Regions from separate parts of the Mus musculus genome. Here region 2 is linked to region 1. The links are chromatin contacts, called in public promoter capture Hi-C maps. All regions are on one chromosome and are shown on one strand. The core of a region is the stretch at or near the end of the contact, and the rest is flanking DNA. Distances in the headings are between cores, read along the strand shown. Region 1 overlaps Faim2 (Fas apoptotic inhibitory molecule 2). Region 2 overlaps Lima1 (LIM domain and actin binding 1).

Region 1 (7,734 bases), core at 2,567-5,066:
AAACACACTAATGACAGCACAGGTCTCTGAGGCCGCTTGAGTTGAGTGATAAGATCAGGAAGCCGTAGCTCCTAAGATTTAATATGCTTGTCCCACCCAACCTCACCTTCCGTTTTTTGGAGTTGGACCACCATCCTGCCTATTGGCATCCTGCCTGGTGCAGTTTGGGTAGGGGTGGCAGCATAGGACCAGCTGCTAGGTAGACAGGCTCAGGAAAGACCCTCTGACTCGCCCACCCATCTCTCTCACAGTGCCGTGTTCTTTGCAACTTACCTGACTCTGGCTTGCTGTTCTGGACCCAGGTAAGATCGTGACTTGGAGGGAGGTGGGGGTAGGCTGCCCCCGGGACTATTAGTAGGATCTTAAAAATCTTCTCTGGCCAGGCGTGGTGGTGCATGCCTTTAATCCCAGCACTCTGGAGGCAGAGGCAGGCAGATTTCTGAGTTCGAGGCCAGCCTGGTCTACAAAGCGAGTTCCAGGACAGCCAGGGCTATACAGAGAAACCTTGTCTCAAAAAAAAAAAAAAAAAAAAAAAATCTGCTCTGAGCCATGCCTTCCATCAGGGTGCTGTGCAGCCCTGAGAGGGCCTCATCCCTCTCTGAACTGGAGTCAAATGGGCCAGCTCGTCTGCCCTTCACTTTGCACCTGAGGCAGATGGGCGGGTGGGCACATAAGAGGGTTTTCAATGATGAGAGAGGCTCTACGGAGTATCTATCCTCTCTGAAGCCTGTGGCTTGCCTTTCAGGAGACATTTCCCTTGGAACCTGATTCTGCTGACCATCTTTGTAAGTGACCGACCAGGGTGACAGATTCTGCTCGGGGATAGGGGGCGGGACAGAGGCAGCACAGGTTTTGAGGACCAGAGAGTCTAAACAGGAGACATTCAATGTGAGGGCCCCTGTGGAGCAGGGGGTTGACCCTTCTTCTGCCATAGCATCTTATCCTCCCTCCCTCAGTGGGATGAAGCCCCCCCAACCCTGTGTTTCCAGTCTCTTGTCCTTGGGAGGTTGTGTGGGAGTCTCAGCCAGAAGCAGGGTAATGAAGAGAAGGCTCTCCCTGGGAGAACAAGGCTGCCTAGGAGATAAAGGCACAGCTAGCCTGAGGAGCCTGCAGGCTGGCTAGGGAGACATTGCTTAGCTGGCCTCGGTCGGGAATGTGTGTGTGTGTGTGTGTGTGTGTGTGTGTGTGTGTGTGTGTGTGTGTGTGTGTATGTATAATGTATATGCATGGGGGGGGAGGCCCAGGCTAGAACTTGAGTGTGCCTGGGGCCCCCGAGTCCACATGAGGTAACATGAGCCCCCTGATCTCCCTGCAGACCCTGTCCATGGCCTACCTCACTGGGATGCTGTCCAGGTAAATGGGACAGGAGTGGCCTAGGTAGGCATGCGGCCAGGGTCTGGTCACATCTAAGGGAAGCTCTCCATGAACCCCATTTTTTCAGGGAGCTCTTGGATGGGGGAGGGACCCAAATAGACAGGCTGCCTTGGCTTCGATGTCTCCTCCTTAGGCACTACAGGGCCAGTGGCTCCGAGACCCAAGCGGACTGTTGGGGTTGGGGTAAGGGATGGTGTCGAGGAAGATGATGTCATCCAGGAAGTGACTTTAAAGCCCTGGGCTCCTTGTGGTGTAGACTGCCCTCATACACCACCATAAACTCATCCCGCTCTGCCTATTGGGGAGCTTCACCCCAGTAGTGAGTGACAGAGAAGCCCTGGAAGCTGGAAGCCCTGGGAACGTGGGTCATGAGGTCAGCTTCCCGGCAGGAAAGGGCTGTCCCCTGAAAGGAGGGATGGGGAGAAGGAATCCTACTGATGAACGCCTGCCTGTCTCCAGTTACTACAACACCACATCTGTGCTGCTGTGCCTGGTCATCACGGCTCTCGTCTGCCTCTCGGTCACCATCTTCAGTTTCCAGACCAAGGTCAGCCCTGGAGCCTGTAGGCAGGGAAGGGCACGGGGGCCAGAGGGTCTATGTGGGGCCGAGGAGAGGCAGAGGCCTGAGTTGGGTCTGGGGATGCTACATTGGGGTTACATTGGGTTATGGGGGTGAGTGCAGAATTTGCGGGTCTCTGCTGAGGCCCGGTGCTGACGATCCCCTGTGTCCCCGCAGTTTGACTTCACCTCCTGTCAGGGTGTGCTGTTTGTGCTGCTCATGACCCTCTTCTTCAGTGGACTCCTCCTCGCTGTCCTCCTGCCCTTCCAATACGTGAGTCTCAGCCTACCAGTCCTTGAGGGAGGTGGAGATAACCCAAGGTGCATGCTCTCCTACCCCAGCAGGGCCACCCAGGGCCAAAGCCTCATGGCCTGCCACCCTGGCCCTCCTGGCACCTGCCCCCGGGTGTGTTAGCAGCATGGGCAAGCAAACAAGGAGGCTTTTCTTGGCAGGCCTGGGCACCTGCCCAGCTCCATGAGCCGCATCCGGCTTCACTTTCCCGGCCATCTCCTGCAGGTGGAGGATGGGGGAGGGGGACTGTAGCTGAGAAAGATACAATGTGGCTCCAGGGTCCTGCAGGCTCAGGGGCACTCCTGGGGGACCAGCTAAGTCCAAAGAGGCAGAATTTGGCTAGCCGTGCAGGAGGGGAATTGACCACGGCGGCGTAGGAGCAGATTCCCCACCCCATCTCACAAATGCCCACCCACCGGAGGGCTCTTCCAGGGACTCCGATTGGCATCCTGCCTGCCCAAAGGAGTGCCTACTGGGTAGGAGCTGAAGCCACCAATGCTGGGGAACAGATTGGAGACGTGACAGGTGGTTCAAATCCTAAGAACACAGGAAAGAACTAGTTGGATCTATTAGGGACTCAACAATATTCTCTCCGGCCACATCCGGTAGCTGGTCTCCCATGGCCTCTTGTCTGCCAGGGTTGGAGGGTATTCCTTATCCCCTCTAACACACTTCCATGCTGCCCAGCCCCAGCCTCTGGGCAGTTGGCATCAAGTCTAGGATGTCTAGATTGACTCCTTGGCTCTTCCCAGGATCCTGTTGACGAAGGGAGGGGCCAGAGCTGGCCTGGGGGCCTCTGTGTCTCTAGGATGGGAGGGGGCTACAGGAAGGAGTCCTAGAACTTCAAAGCACCCTTTATTGACCCACGTTGAGCTGATGGGATGCCTTTGTTTCCAGGAACCTTCTAGAAAGGTTTCTGGAAGGGATCCACAAAGGGTAATGCACCTTATACTTGTGACTGTTTGCGTTCACAGTGGGGGTGAGCACAGGCCGGAAAGGTGCTGCTCTGGCCTCCAGAGGCAGGGCCATCATGGCCCTCTGGCAGAGACTCCAGATGCCTCCACTTCCATACCCACCCTGGCTGACTTTTTCCACCTGAGCTCTTTTTTTTTCCCAAAATTTATTTTTATTTTATGTTTATGAGCATACCATTGTGAGCCATCATGTGATTGCTGGGAATTGAATTCAGGACCTCTGCTCACTCCAGCCCTGCTCTCTCCGGGCCAAAGATTTATTTATTATTATATTATACAAATGTTTTATTATATTATAAATATTATATTACACAAATAATATATTTATTTTATGTAAGTACACTGTAGCTGTCTTCAGACACACCAGAAGAGGGGTGTGTCTGAAGACAGCTCATTACAGATGGTTGTGAGCTGGGATTTGAACTCAGGACCTTCGGAAGAGCAGTCAGTGCTCTCAACCACTGAGCCGTCCGTCTCTCCAGCCCCTCCACCTGAGCTCTTGCTTCCAAGGCAGAGACAGAGAGCTCTCTGTGAGGAACAGACAGACCCCAGATAGAGCAGGGATGATTTGGCAACCTGAGGAGGAGCCTAGAGCCAGACCCAGGCTGAGGGAATGACTGGCAAACAGGATGAGTCGCACTTGGCCAGCCTGAGCCTGGGGCTGTGCTCCAAGGAAAGACATGTCAGGTCTGTGGGAAGCCCCTGTGGGAACCACTGGGAGCTCCCCAAGAATCACAGCCTCTCTCAGACCCGGCCTTCTTAGAGAGGAGCTACCCCTGTTCTTCCATTCTCAGGACTGAGCCCTGCCCCAACTTCTGGCACCTCCGCCAGCCAGCTGTGTGCTAAGCCAATCTTTCCTCTCCCACAGGTCCCCTGGCTCCACGCGGTCTATGCTGTACTGGGAGCGGGTGTGTTCACGTTGGTGAGTTTGGCCCAGCTCCTGGGGCCACCATCTCAGCTTTGTGATTCTCTCCTCAGACCCTTCCACCCTGTGTCTTCCTTATGGTCTCTATGGAACCTTTCGGCAGCATCCTAGGGTAGGGCTGGTGCCGTGCTCAGGCAGGGAATTCTGTCTTGTGTCCAAGATAGACTCTCTGAGCAGGGCAACATCAGGAGAACATCAGGGTAGAAGCTGGTGGCCAGAGGGGATTAGGTGACCAGGACTAAGAAGACGGGTCATTCTGGCAGAGCACAGGGATATCTGGCTGTGGGGACCAAATTAGTAAATCCTAGAGCAGTCTGGGAAGATTCCCATACCTGGCGAAAGTCTCCATCAGAAGGACCTCTTTCTTTGCTGTTCTTACCAAATTCAGTTAACAGTGATAGCTAATTCACTTCTTTACGTACGTATATACTTATTTGTCTTTTATAAACAAAGTGGCCTTGAACTTTCGATCCTCCCACCTCAGTGTCTAGAGCCTGGTATTATAGGCATGCACCACACCTGGGGCTCAGCTAATATTTATCCAGCACTCACTGTCCCTCAGCCGGCTCTCTTTTGTTCTTAATTCACACACCACACCTAGCAGATAGGTCCCACTCTTCTGCGATCACAGTGAAGAGGAAGTCCAGAGATGTCAGATAACGTATTGAGGTCATTTTAGGACATGGTAGGATCAAGCTGGGAACTTGGATATCTGGTTCCAGAGGCCGGGTGGAAAGTGCCTAGAAGCAGATACCCAGGCTACGTGGCCAAAGATGGACAGATGCCTGCCCAAGGCAGCCCCACATATCCTTGAGTCAGGTGGACCCCAAGCACCTGAATATGTGCCTCAGGAACACCCAAGAGACACGCCAGGTGTCCATGACATCATGGGAAGCCATGCAAAGAGATATCTCTTGCCAGTGAATCAATGGCTGGATCTCTCTCTCTCTCTCTCTCTCTCTCTCTCTCTCTCTCTCTCTCTCTTTCTCTCTTCGTTTGCTCAACTACACTAAGTAGCTACAGTCCCAGGTTTATCACAAATTCCAGAGACTCAAAGAATGTCCAACGTATCCCGTGAGGTAGACAGCGCTGATGTAAGAATTGCCTCATCCATTCTCCACCCACCCACCATGGCGGTACTCACCCATAAAACTAGCATCTGGGAAGAGGAGGCAGGAGGATTAGAAGTTCAGAGTCATTCTTGGCTACTTAAGAGAGTTTGAGGCCACAGGGGACCCTGTCTGAAAGTAAGCAAAGCCAAGCACCTTCTTCATCGGAAGCCCTAGGGTTACAGAGTTGTCAGTAACGGTCAGATCTGGGACCAAGCCTCAGTTGCACTGTGCCTATTTGGTGCCATTTCCAGTCCCTGAGGTCCCTAAGAGAGAAGGAACTTCTCCTGGCTGGGACTTGGGCAGAGGATGGGCAGAGCCATCCAGTCATCCTCTCTGTCAGGTATCAAGGGGAACATGACAGGTGAGAGAAGTGAGGTCAGACAAGGGTCAAGGCAGGGTAGAGCTGTGCTGGGCTTAGGGGCTCATCATTCATGGGTCTTTATTGAGCATCTACTATGTGTGAAGTGCTTTGCTACCTGCCCAGAAGTCTTGGTCAGAACTAAGAGCCCTGTTTGGGTGGAGGAAGAACAGTGTTTGGGTGAATATGTCAGGTCTGTGGCGGCTCCCTGTGGGTCTCTTCATGATTACCAGAAGCACTGGGTGAATATTGTTAAATGGCCCAAGGCCACCTAGTCAAGGAACATAAGGACCAGAAGAGCTAGACACAGCAAACCCCCTCTTACGGGTGTGAAAACCAACATCTAGATAGATCAGACGAATAGGCTGAGACAGTGGTTCTCAACCTGTGGGTCACGGGCCCTTTGGGGGTTGAACGACCCTTTAATGAGGGTCAACTATAAGAGATTTCCTGTGTATCAGATACTTACATCATGATTCAAAACAGTAGCAAGGTTACAGTTATGAAGTAGCAATGGAAATAATTTTGTGTTGGGGTAGGGGGTTACAATCACAGAAGGAACTGCAGTAAAGGGCCGCAGCATTCGAAAGGCTGAGAACCACTGGTGTAAGGTTCCCCGCAAGTCAACAAGTATGGCTCAAGACTCGGCTGCCAGGTTACACATTCCCTGTGTCAGTGGGGAACCCCACTTCTTGGGAACCCTACGTCCTAAATAAAGTGAGATGGCTGTTTACCCCAGGATACCCACTTACCCCAGGATACCCACTTCTCCTGACTCCTGGACCAGTGTTCCTCCTTCCACGTCATATTTTCTCAAGCAAAAGAGCAATCTCAGAGAATTGGAGGGGGATCGGCATGGGAGAAAGGAAGAGAGCAGAAATCAGGGCCACCAGCCCCGGGCAGTAGTATCAGGAGGCTGCAGAGAGCAGCCATGGCAGGGAGCAGAAGAGGCAGGCCCGAGCAAGGGAAGCCGGTGGAGTTGGAAGACAGCCTGTGGAGGACCAGGGCGTGCACTTTGCTTCCTGAGGGTCAGGTTGCAGCAAGCGTGAAGGCAGGTAGGGTTGGCTGGATGCTAAGCCTTTGAATCTGTTCAATAATCCCTCGTGTTATTAGAATAATAAGAATAATCCCGGCCGCCTGTCCCACCCATAGCTCTCTGTATAACATTTTCATGCTTATTGCTTCGTTACGTCTTACTACAACACAGGGAAGGAGGCAAGGCTGACATTGTTCTAAGAACTGCCTTGCACACTCGAGGCCTTGGGTGTTAAATTGTGAATTTGGTAAAGTCTCGCAGCCAGTTAAGCACAGGTCCAGGCCCAGGTGACCCAGGGCCAAGGTGTCCTGAAACTGGTGTCCAGTGCCTCTGTGGTCACCTGGGGAGAGGATAAACCTCCTCTGTCCTCTTCATCACCACCACCACCATCGTCATCACCAACAACCACCATCTTCATCATCATGTGTTTCATGTGTTGACTTCTCTGCTAGATTCTTGTGTCAGCATGGAAACATACTGTGATTTCTCCCATCTAAAGGAACATAAAGCCCACAAAATACTCTTAACCCACATCTCCCTAAAGCTCTTGCCCAGATATAGCAAAAAAAAAAAAAAAAAAAAAAAAACAAAACAAAAAACTTCCTTAGGAATCTCTGTTCATTTCCCACAATGCCCCACCCCACCCCAGTGCCCCCTCCCCCCAGTTGTCTGTTCCCATACTCTCTTGTGTGCCTTTTCCATGCAGCCAGGGCTCTGTGCACGCAGAGTGTGAGCTCTGCTATGGAGCTTCATCCCCAGTCCACCGAGAACTCTGCAGAATGCAGTGCTATTCAGTTCACCAGTAACCTCCATGGGGACAAACCCAGCAGGCAGTCTGAGCCCTCCTTGGCCTAACTCAGCAGAAGCACCCCCTAGGCCTCTGGCTCCTGGGTTTTGGTTAGACGGCCCCATGGTGGCTTGCCTGGGTCCCTGAGTCTTTCCATCGTCTTCCCTCAGGACCCCAGTCGGGCCCAATGCTTTGGGGTTTTTTTTGTTTTGTTTTGGTTTGTTTTGGTTTGGTTTGGTTTGGTTTGGTTTTTGGTTTTTTGAGACAGGGTTTCTCTGTGTGGCCCTGGCTGTCCTGGAACTCACTTTGTAGACCAGG
Region 2 (7,734 bases), core at 2,926-5,425, 310 kb before region 1:
TTAATTCCTCGTTAGACATATACGCTCCAAATGTTCTCTTCCTTCCTACTGGCACTTTGACACAGCTGATGCTATTCTATGGTGCACATCCAACTTTAATTATGTTGAAATGCACTTCATCTATTTTTATTTAGTTGCCTATTCTCTTGGTATCATATCTAAGAAGCCATTGCCAAATCAAATGTCATGGCTGGAATTGGTGGTACATGCCTGTACTGGCTGGTTTTGTGTGTCAACTTGACACAAGCTGGAGTTATCAAAGAGAAAGGAGCCTCCTTTGAGGAAATGCCTCCATGAGATCCAGCTGTAAAGCATTTTCTCAACTAGTGATCAAGGGTGGGAGGGCCCATTGTGGGTGGTGCCATCCCTGGGTTGGTAGTTTTGGGTTCTATAAGAGAGCAGGCTGAACAAGCCAGTGGAAGCAAGCCAGTAAGTAATATCCCTCCGTGGCCTCTGCATCAGCTCCTGCTTCTTGACCTGCTTGAGTTCCAGTCCTGACTTCCTTTGGTGATGAACAGCAATGTGGAAGCGAAAGCTGAATAAACCCTTTCCTCCCCAACTTGCTTCTTGGTCCTGATGTTTGTGTGGGAATAGAAACCCAGTCTAAGACAATGCCTATACTGGGAAGGCTGAGGCAAAAATGTCTGGAGGTCAAAGATCAAAGCCAACATGGGGTCTATAGCGAATTCTAAGTCAGGGTGAGCTATATAGCAAGATTCTACTGTTTTAAAAGGAAGGGCTGGAGCGACCCCTGGCTGCTCTTATGGAGGTCTGGAGTGTGGTTCCCAGCGCCCATGCGACAGACAGCTCACAACCATCTTTAACCCCAGATCCAGGACCTCTGATGTCTTCTTCTGACCTCTGTGGGCCCTGCACTCACATATGTATCCATCCACAAGCACACACACATACACATAAAATAAAATAGATGTTTTTGGAACAAAGAGAAAACAACCCAATCATAAAGTTTTTCTCTCTGTATGGTTTTCCCCCCTAAGGTTTTGTTTGTGTTTGTTTGTTTCGAGACAGGGTTTCTTTTCATAGCCCTGGCTGTCTTGGGACTCTCTCTGTAGACCAAGCTGGCCTCGAACTCAGAAATTCGCCTGCCTCTGCCTCCCAAGTGCTGGGATTAAAGGCGTGCACCACCTTATGTAAGGGTGTCTGTGGGATAAAGTCTGAGAGTAAACGTTGACATTTGTGTTTAGTTTTGGCAAGAAGGTGACAAATGTCTTCCCAAGAGGCTTTGCCTTCCCACCAGCAGTGTTGGATGGAACCCACTCCCCATCCCCTCCTCAGTGTAGCATGCTTGCTTTTGAAAAAAAATCTCTTTCTCCTTGTTAAGTAAAATCTGTTCTGCTGGAGATGTGGAGCTCTGGGTAGAGTGATTCCCCAGTGTCCAGCTGGGCTCAATGCCAGCACCAGATAAAACCAGGTTACAGTGGTGCACACGAGTTGAAGCAGGATCACAATTGGAAGTCCAGATTAGACCATTAGGTGAGACCTTGTGTTGTTTCATTTTGTTTTTTAAGATTTATTTTTTTTATTTTATGCATATGAGTACACTGTAGCTGTCTTCAGACACACCAGAAGTTGGATCCCGTTACAGATGGTTGTGAGCCACCACGTGGTTGCTGGGAATTGAATTCAGGACCTTTGGAAGAGCAGTCAGTGCTCTTAACCGCTAGACCTTGTGTTTAAAAAAGGAAAAGAAGTAGAGCTGGGGAAGGGGCTCAGTGGGTAAGCGCTCTTGTTGCATGAGGACTTCGGTTGGGATCCTCAGCGCCCTCATAAAAAGCTGAACACACTGAGCCTTTGATCACAACACTCAGGAAGCAGAGGCCAGTGGGTCTCTGTGAGTTCTAGGCCAGTCTGGTCTACATGGAGTCCCTGTCTCAAATAAACAAAACAAAACGAAACAAAAACAAAAACAAAAAAACAAGCAAGCCAGGCATGACCCCATATATCTGTGACCACAGAGCTGGGAAAAACAGAAACAGGATGGTGGTTGGATCAGTGATTCTGGGTTCAGGGTACCCAGGGAAAAGGCAGGAAGCAATAGATGATGACATCACATGATCTTTCGTGTCCTCTGCACATGCTCTGGTGGGTATATGTACCTCTGCACGCGTGCATTCACCTCCCCCTGCAAGTGAAGAACTGAAAAACCTCATACCATCAAATTCATATGAATGAGGTGGTATGATTGTATCTTTCAGATCAGTACCTTAACTTGGTCTAAGTTCAGGCATTGCAGGGAGTGAGTAACCTCATAGACATACCAACAGCAACTAAGATTTCAGAGACGTCACCAAATGTGGGGGGGGGGGGGAGGTCTGTGCAATAGAATTCATGGGATGCTGTTTGTAGTTGACTACTAATTCCAAGGGCTTTGGTTTTTTGTTTGGTTTTGGGGTCTTATGTAGTACAGGTTGGCCCTCAAACTCAGTGTAGCTGAGGATGCCCTTGAACACCTGACCCTAACCTTACTGCCAGGACATCCAGTGCATGTCTAGTTTGTACAGTGCCGGGATGGAGCCCAGAGCTGTGCGGTGTTGGGTAAGCAACTGAGCTCCGTCGTCTACACCCCGTACCCTCTGCAGCGTTTTCTCACGTGATCTCATCCTTCTGTTTCGTCGTGTTCTAGCAGAGCATGTGACCATCCAGGGCCCATCAAGTGTGGGCGCTGTGGTTCTATGCCACTCCTGGGAGACTTGGTGAAAGACAAAAGCTGGCAGAAACAGGTCTGCAAAATAGGTTTCTAAAAACGAAAGGAGTAAGAGCCAAGTTTAACCTGAAAATATCGCTTCTCTCCCCTCTCTGAAGGTACCAGAAGGCTGCTGAAGAAGCCAACATGGAAAGGAAGAAAAATGTAAGTACTCAGAGGCCCCAGGGCATGTAGAGCTCAAGCAGTCTGCGTGGCCTAGCCACCTGCCCCTCAGTGGCGCTTGCGCTCCTCTCCGTGACAGCTGAGCTGGACGTTTGTGTCATTTGGTCTGATGGCAAGCCATTTGCTGGGAGAAGTTGGCTTAGGTGCAGGGAGTCTGAGTTTCAATGTTTTACTTTTGGGCGCCACTCCCAACCCCCCCCTTACTGTAACTAAGAAAAAAGGATGGAGGGCCAAATGCTTTGCTAAGCTTAATGAAGTGCCCACCAAAGGAGAGCAGGTGCCACCATCTCTGCCTCCAAATGGAAGAATCTGCCTTTGAAAGGAAACTCTGCAACTGTGTTTATCTGCCTGGTGCTTTGCTTGAAGCTGGCCCAGTCTGGTTAGTGTGTTTCCCAGCTGCCTGAGTGGGGGGGCGGGGGGGGGGTGTGCTCAAGCCCCCTGCCAGTCCATTCTCTCCCTGCTGTGACTTCCAGCTGGGCCAGATCCTTTGTCTTTTTCTAGGATGGAGTCTCACTCTGCACCCAGGCTGAGTTTGAACTCAGGGAGAGAAGTCCCTGGGCCTTAGCTCTGAAGGATTTAGTGTCAAAGGAGCGTAGCTTAGATGGGTGCCTAGCACTTGCCTGTTGGTTTGGTCTCTCTGGGGAGCAGTATTAACTGGGTCTCCAGCTTAATCTTCCTGTGATTTCAAAGTTGAGCTTCCTGGTGCATTAACAGGGGGAAAAAAAAAGCCTTTGATGGTGATGATTCATGCTAATAATCCTAGAACTCAGAAAGCTGAGGCAGGAGGATTGGTGTAAATTTAAGGCCTACCTGAGCGACATGAGTTCTAGACCAGCCTTGCTTGCAGTATAATACCCTGTCAAAAAACCAAAAATACAAAAACAGAATGAAAGAAAAAAGCACCATTAGCTGCTCTACAGCCGGCTGCTTTCGCCTTCTCTCTCGTCCCTATTTTTCCTTTTACCCATTTAATTAACACGTTTTTTGTAGGGCATCTATGTGCTAAGCACTGTTCTAGACATTAAAAATATGGACTACATCTTCTCAGGCATTTTCATTCAAGTGGAGGAAACAAGGACACACATGCACACACACACACACACACACACACACACACACACACACACACACACACACACGTCAGTTAGCAACTATTGGCTTAAAGCAGCAGAAAGGGTAAAGGGTAGTTTAGGTGTGGCCCTCTCTTGGGGGACTTAAGTAACCCAGAGCTGAGGTCATGAGCCAAGGAAAAAGTCAGACAGAAAGAACCATACATGTAAATGTCCCAAGGAGAAGTCATGTTGGACATTGGAGGACTAGAAAGAGAAAGGGCTTCAGAATCCTTGGGAAGGTTGGAGCTTTAGTCCAAAGAAAAACAGGCCTTTGGGGAAATGTGCGAAGGGCTGACGTGACCCAGCTTAAACTGCCAAGGAACAAAGGCAGAAGCAGGCAGAGCAACTCAGGACAGCGATGGGGATGCAGAGGCAGCCAGCAAGGCATGGAGATGCAGTCCCAGCATTGGGGAGGGGGCAGGAGGGTCAGAAGTTCAGGGTCATTCTTAGCTACATAGTGCGTTCAAGGCAGCCTGAGCTAGGAATTGAGGAACTGAATCTCAAAGATTTATTTATTATCATGTGTAAGTACACTGTCTTCAGACGCACCAGAAGAGGGCATCAGATCTCATTACGGATGGTCGTGAGCCACCATGTGGTTGCTGGGATTTGAACTCAGGACCTTTGGAAGAGCAGTCAGTGCTCTTAACCACTGAGCCATCTCTCCAGCCCAAGGCTGTCTTAAAAGAAAGGACTGTAATGATTTTGAAAAGATTGTGAATTGTACTGCAGCGGTAGTATTGTAGTGAGAACAGCCCGATCGAGATGTAATCAGCTCTGGATCTGTTTCATATATGGCTGGTCTTTCTGTCTGTCTGTCTATCTGTCTTCCTTCCTTTCTTTAATTTTCCAGTGTCTTATTATAGGGTTTTATGTGGCCTAGATTGGCTTTGAACTCATTATAGTCAGAATTAGCCCTGAACTCCACTGGAACTACAGGTATTCGCCACCACACAATCACCACCAGCTCTGAGGTACTTTCTTAAGATCAACAAGTGAATCAAGAACTGAGAGAGATGGCTCAGCAGTTAAGAGCACTGGCTGCTCTTCCAGAGGACCCAGGTTCAATTCCCAGCACCTACACGGTAGCTTACAGACAGATGTCTAACTCCAGTTCCAGTTCTAGCTAGTCTTGAAGTCACTCTGTAACCCAAGTAGGCCTTTAACTGGTAACCATCTGTGCCACCCCCCACCCCCCAGTAGCTGGGATTACAGGCCTGTGCCACCAAGCCTGGCCATGCTCATTTAATAATATCATCACTACTTTCCAGAAGCCTGCTGATGTCAAACGCTATATTGTATACATGAACAAAGGCTCAATATAAAGGGTACAGTAGCTACAGAATTTATAGTTTATAGAAATAGTCTATAATAGTTTATAGAAACTGGACAACTTGTCCAAAGTCACATGGCTGGATGGGGGTAGCGTATGCAGATAACACTCGTTACTTGTAGAGAATACAGAGAAGGAGGATGCAGGTTATCTATGTAAGCAGCTATCCGATCGACGGTCAAGCCAGGCCTCTCAGCCTAACGTTCCTTTCATTTTTGACTTTATTGATGATTTCTGTGGTGTAACTCTTCTCTTCCCTATCTCGGCTCGCCCCTAGTCCTAAAGACTGGGCCATGGCCTGGGTCTCACTCTCAGGGATGGTTTATGGGTGTGGGGTTTTTAATGACGGGTCAGCCCACACTGCCTTGGGCTTCTCCACATCTCTCTCAACACTCTTGAAGCTGCACCTTTAAGAGGCCATTTTTTTTAATGTGTTCTGATTGGGGAGGTGGGCTGAGTATGTGTGTGTAGATGTATGTTTGTTTGAATATGTTCACCTATGTGCACATGCGTGTTGTATATGTGCACACACGTGCCCATACATGTGAAGGCCAGAACACATTAGGTGCTGCTCCTGCTGGGGCCCCACCCACGTGGCACTCACCAGTTACACTAGCCTAGCTGGCCAGCGAGCCCAGGGACCTCCCTGTTTGACCTCCCCAGCACTGGGCTCACAAGTGTGCATCAATATGCTTGGCTTCCTGGGTTTTGTTTTTGTTACTGTTTTTTTTTTTTTTAATCTGTTTCTTAGATACAGTCTCACGCGTTAGCTAAAAGCATACCGTGACCTCTCTGTCTCCAGTGCTGGGTTTGCAGTCCTTCACTTCCTTTCTAGCAGGGGCACCTCTTTGCTTAATCAAATTCAGTTTTGAAAGAGGAACACATACTGAAATTAAGCAGACCCAAGTCTGCACACTGCTACAGAGATAGAATGACCATTCTGCGGCTGTGGAGCCTCACACTGGAGTTTACACTCTGACTATCAGATACATTCTTTTACACTTATGCACCACAAGAAAGAAAAACGATGATACAGTTAAGAACCAGAGGAGCAATTAACTTTCTATCACTCGTAAGCATTGGGGGGGTGGGGGGGGGGCAGTCATCTGAATGCAGGTAATAGACACAGGTTACACAGGTTATAAAAGAGAAGATGAAGAAGAGAGACAGGTGAGGTGGTACAAGGGTGGGTTTCTGAGTTCAAAGCCAGCCTGGTCTACAGAGTGAGTTCCAAGTCAGCTAGGGCTACACAGAGAAACTGTCTCAAAAAAAGAGGAGGAGGAAGAGGAGGGAACACTTTTCAATAAAAGAGCATGCTTTCTCTCTCTGAAGATGATGCTCTCTCTCTCAACAGGATGTCCTCCATCACACCTCTCCTTGTTTGGGACACTGGTACTTTGCCACCCAATCCCCTTTCTGCTCATCATAGGCAGAGCTGAGTTTTCACACTGCTCATAGGAGCCGTGACTTGTATTTATGTCTCTGTGAAAGTGTTTGTTGTGCGGTGAAGGTGATAAAGAGCTTCGGTTTGTCCTCCCGGTTGTCACACGTTTAAACATATTTATTACAAAAGGAGAGCACAAAGCTATGAGTGGATCCCTCGGGAGGCAGCTCAGCAGCGTGCTGGCCTTGCAGATTCGGGGGCTTGGACTTCGACCCCTAGAATCCTTGTTTAAAAAACAATTAGCTGCTTCCGAAGGTCCGAAGTTCAAATCCCAGCAACCACATGGTGGCTCACAACCATCCATAACGAGATCTGACGCCCTCTTCTGGAGTGTCTGAAGACAGCTACAGTGTACTTACATATAATAAATAGATAAATAAATCTTTCAAAAAAAAAAAAAAGAAATTAAAATTTAAAAAAAAAAAAAAAAAAAAGGGGGCTGGTGAGATGGCTCAGTGGGTAAGAGCACCCGACTGCTCTTCCGAAGGTCCGAAGTTCAAATCCCAGCAACCACATGGTGGCTCACAACCATCCATAACGAGATCTGACGCCCTCTTCTGGAGTGTCTGAAGACAGCTACAGTGTACTTACATATAATAAATAGATAAATAAATCTTTCAAAAAAAAAAAAAAAGAAATTAAAATTTAAAAAAAAAAAAAAAAAAAAAAAAAAAAAAGGGGGCTGGTGAGATGGCTCAGTGGGTAAGAGCACCCGACTGCTCTTCCGAAGGTCCGAAGTTCAAATCCCAGCAACCACATGGTGGCTCACAACCATCCATAACGAGATCTGACGCCCTCTTCTGGAGTGTCTGAAGACAGCTACAGTGTACTTACATATAATAAATAGATAAATAAATCTTTCAAAAAAAAAAAAAAGAAATTAAAATTTAAAAAAAAAAAAAAAAAAAAAAAACAATTAGCTGTAATCTTTCTTGTAATCTCAATTCTGGGAAGGCTG

The links. Capture Hi-C pulls out chosen DNA fragments and counts their contacts.
Region 2: a promoter capture Hi-C map of adipose tissue shows a contact between it and region 1. The contact joins two enhancer-like sites. A contact is called at or near these places in 1 of 39 promoter capture datasets (hematopoietic stem and progenitor cells), 1 of 484 Hi-C or Micro-C datasets (nephron progenitors), 1 of 115 datasets of contacts at active chromatin or transcription factors (embryonic stem cells) and 2 of 9 other capture datasets (adipose tissue and embryonic stem cells).

Annotation. Positions count from the first base shown.
Region 1 is chr15:99,506,968-99,514,701 of GRCm38.p6, reverse strand. It overlaps Faim2 (Fas apoptotic inhibitory molecule 2), which reads left to right. Exons shown (of 12, transcript NM_028224.4): 6 at 252-302; 7 at 746-785; 8 at 1,316-1,353; 9 at 1,834-1,921; 10 at 2,111-2,206; 11 at 4,067-4,120. Among named protein-coding and RNA genes, the nearest start is that of Faim2, 17 kb to the left of the region's middle. Within about 2 kb of position 3,816, at least 35 of the 459 cell types and tissues checked have an H3K27ac peak or open chromatin away from gene starts, as enhancers often do. A contact at or near this core is called in adipose tissue, where this site is marked.
Region 2 is chr15:99,821,927-99,829,660 of GRCm38.p6, reverse strand. It overlaps Lima1 (LIM domain and actin binding 1), which reads left to right. Exons shown (of 11, transcript NM_001113545.1): 3 at 2,824-2,869. The region is part of intron 1 of Gm17057 (a long non-coding RNA gene); the gene reads right to left. Among named protein-coding and RNA genes, the nearest start is that of Gm17057, 7.8 kb to the right of the region's middle. Within about 2 kb of position 4,175, at least 15 of the 459 cell types and tissues checked have an H3K27ac peak or open chromatin away from gene starts, as enhancers often do. A contact at or near this core is called in adipose tissue, where this site is marked.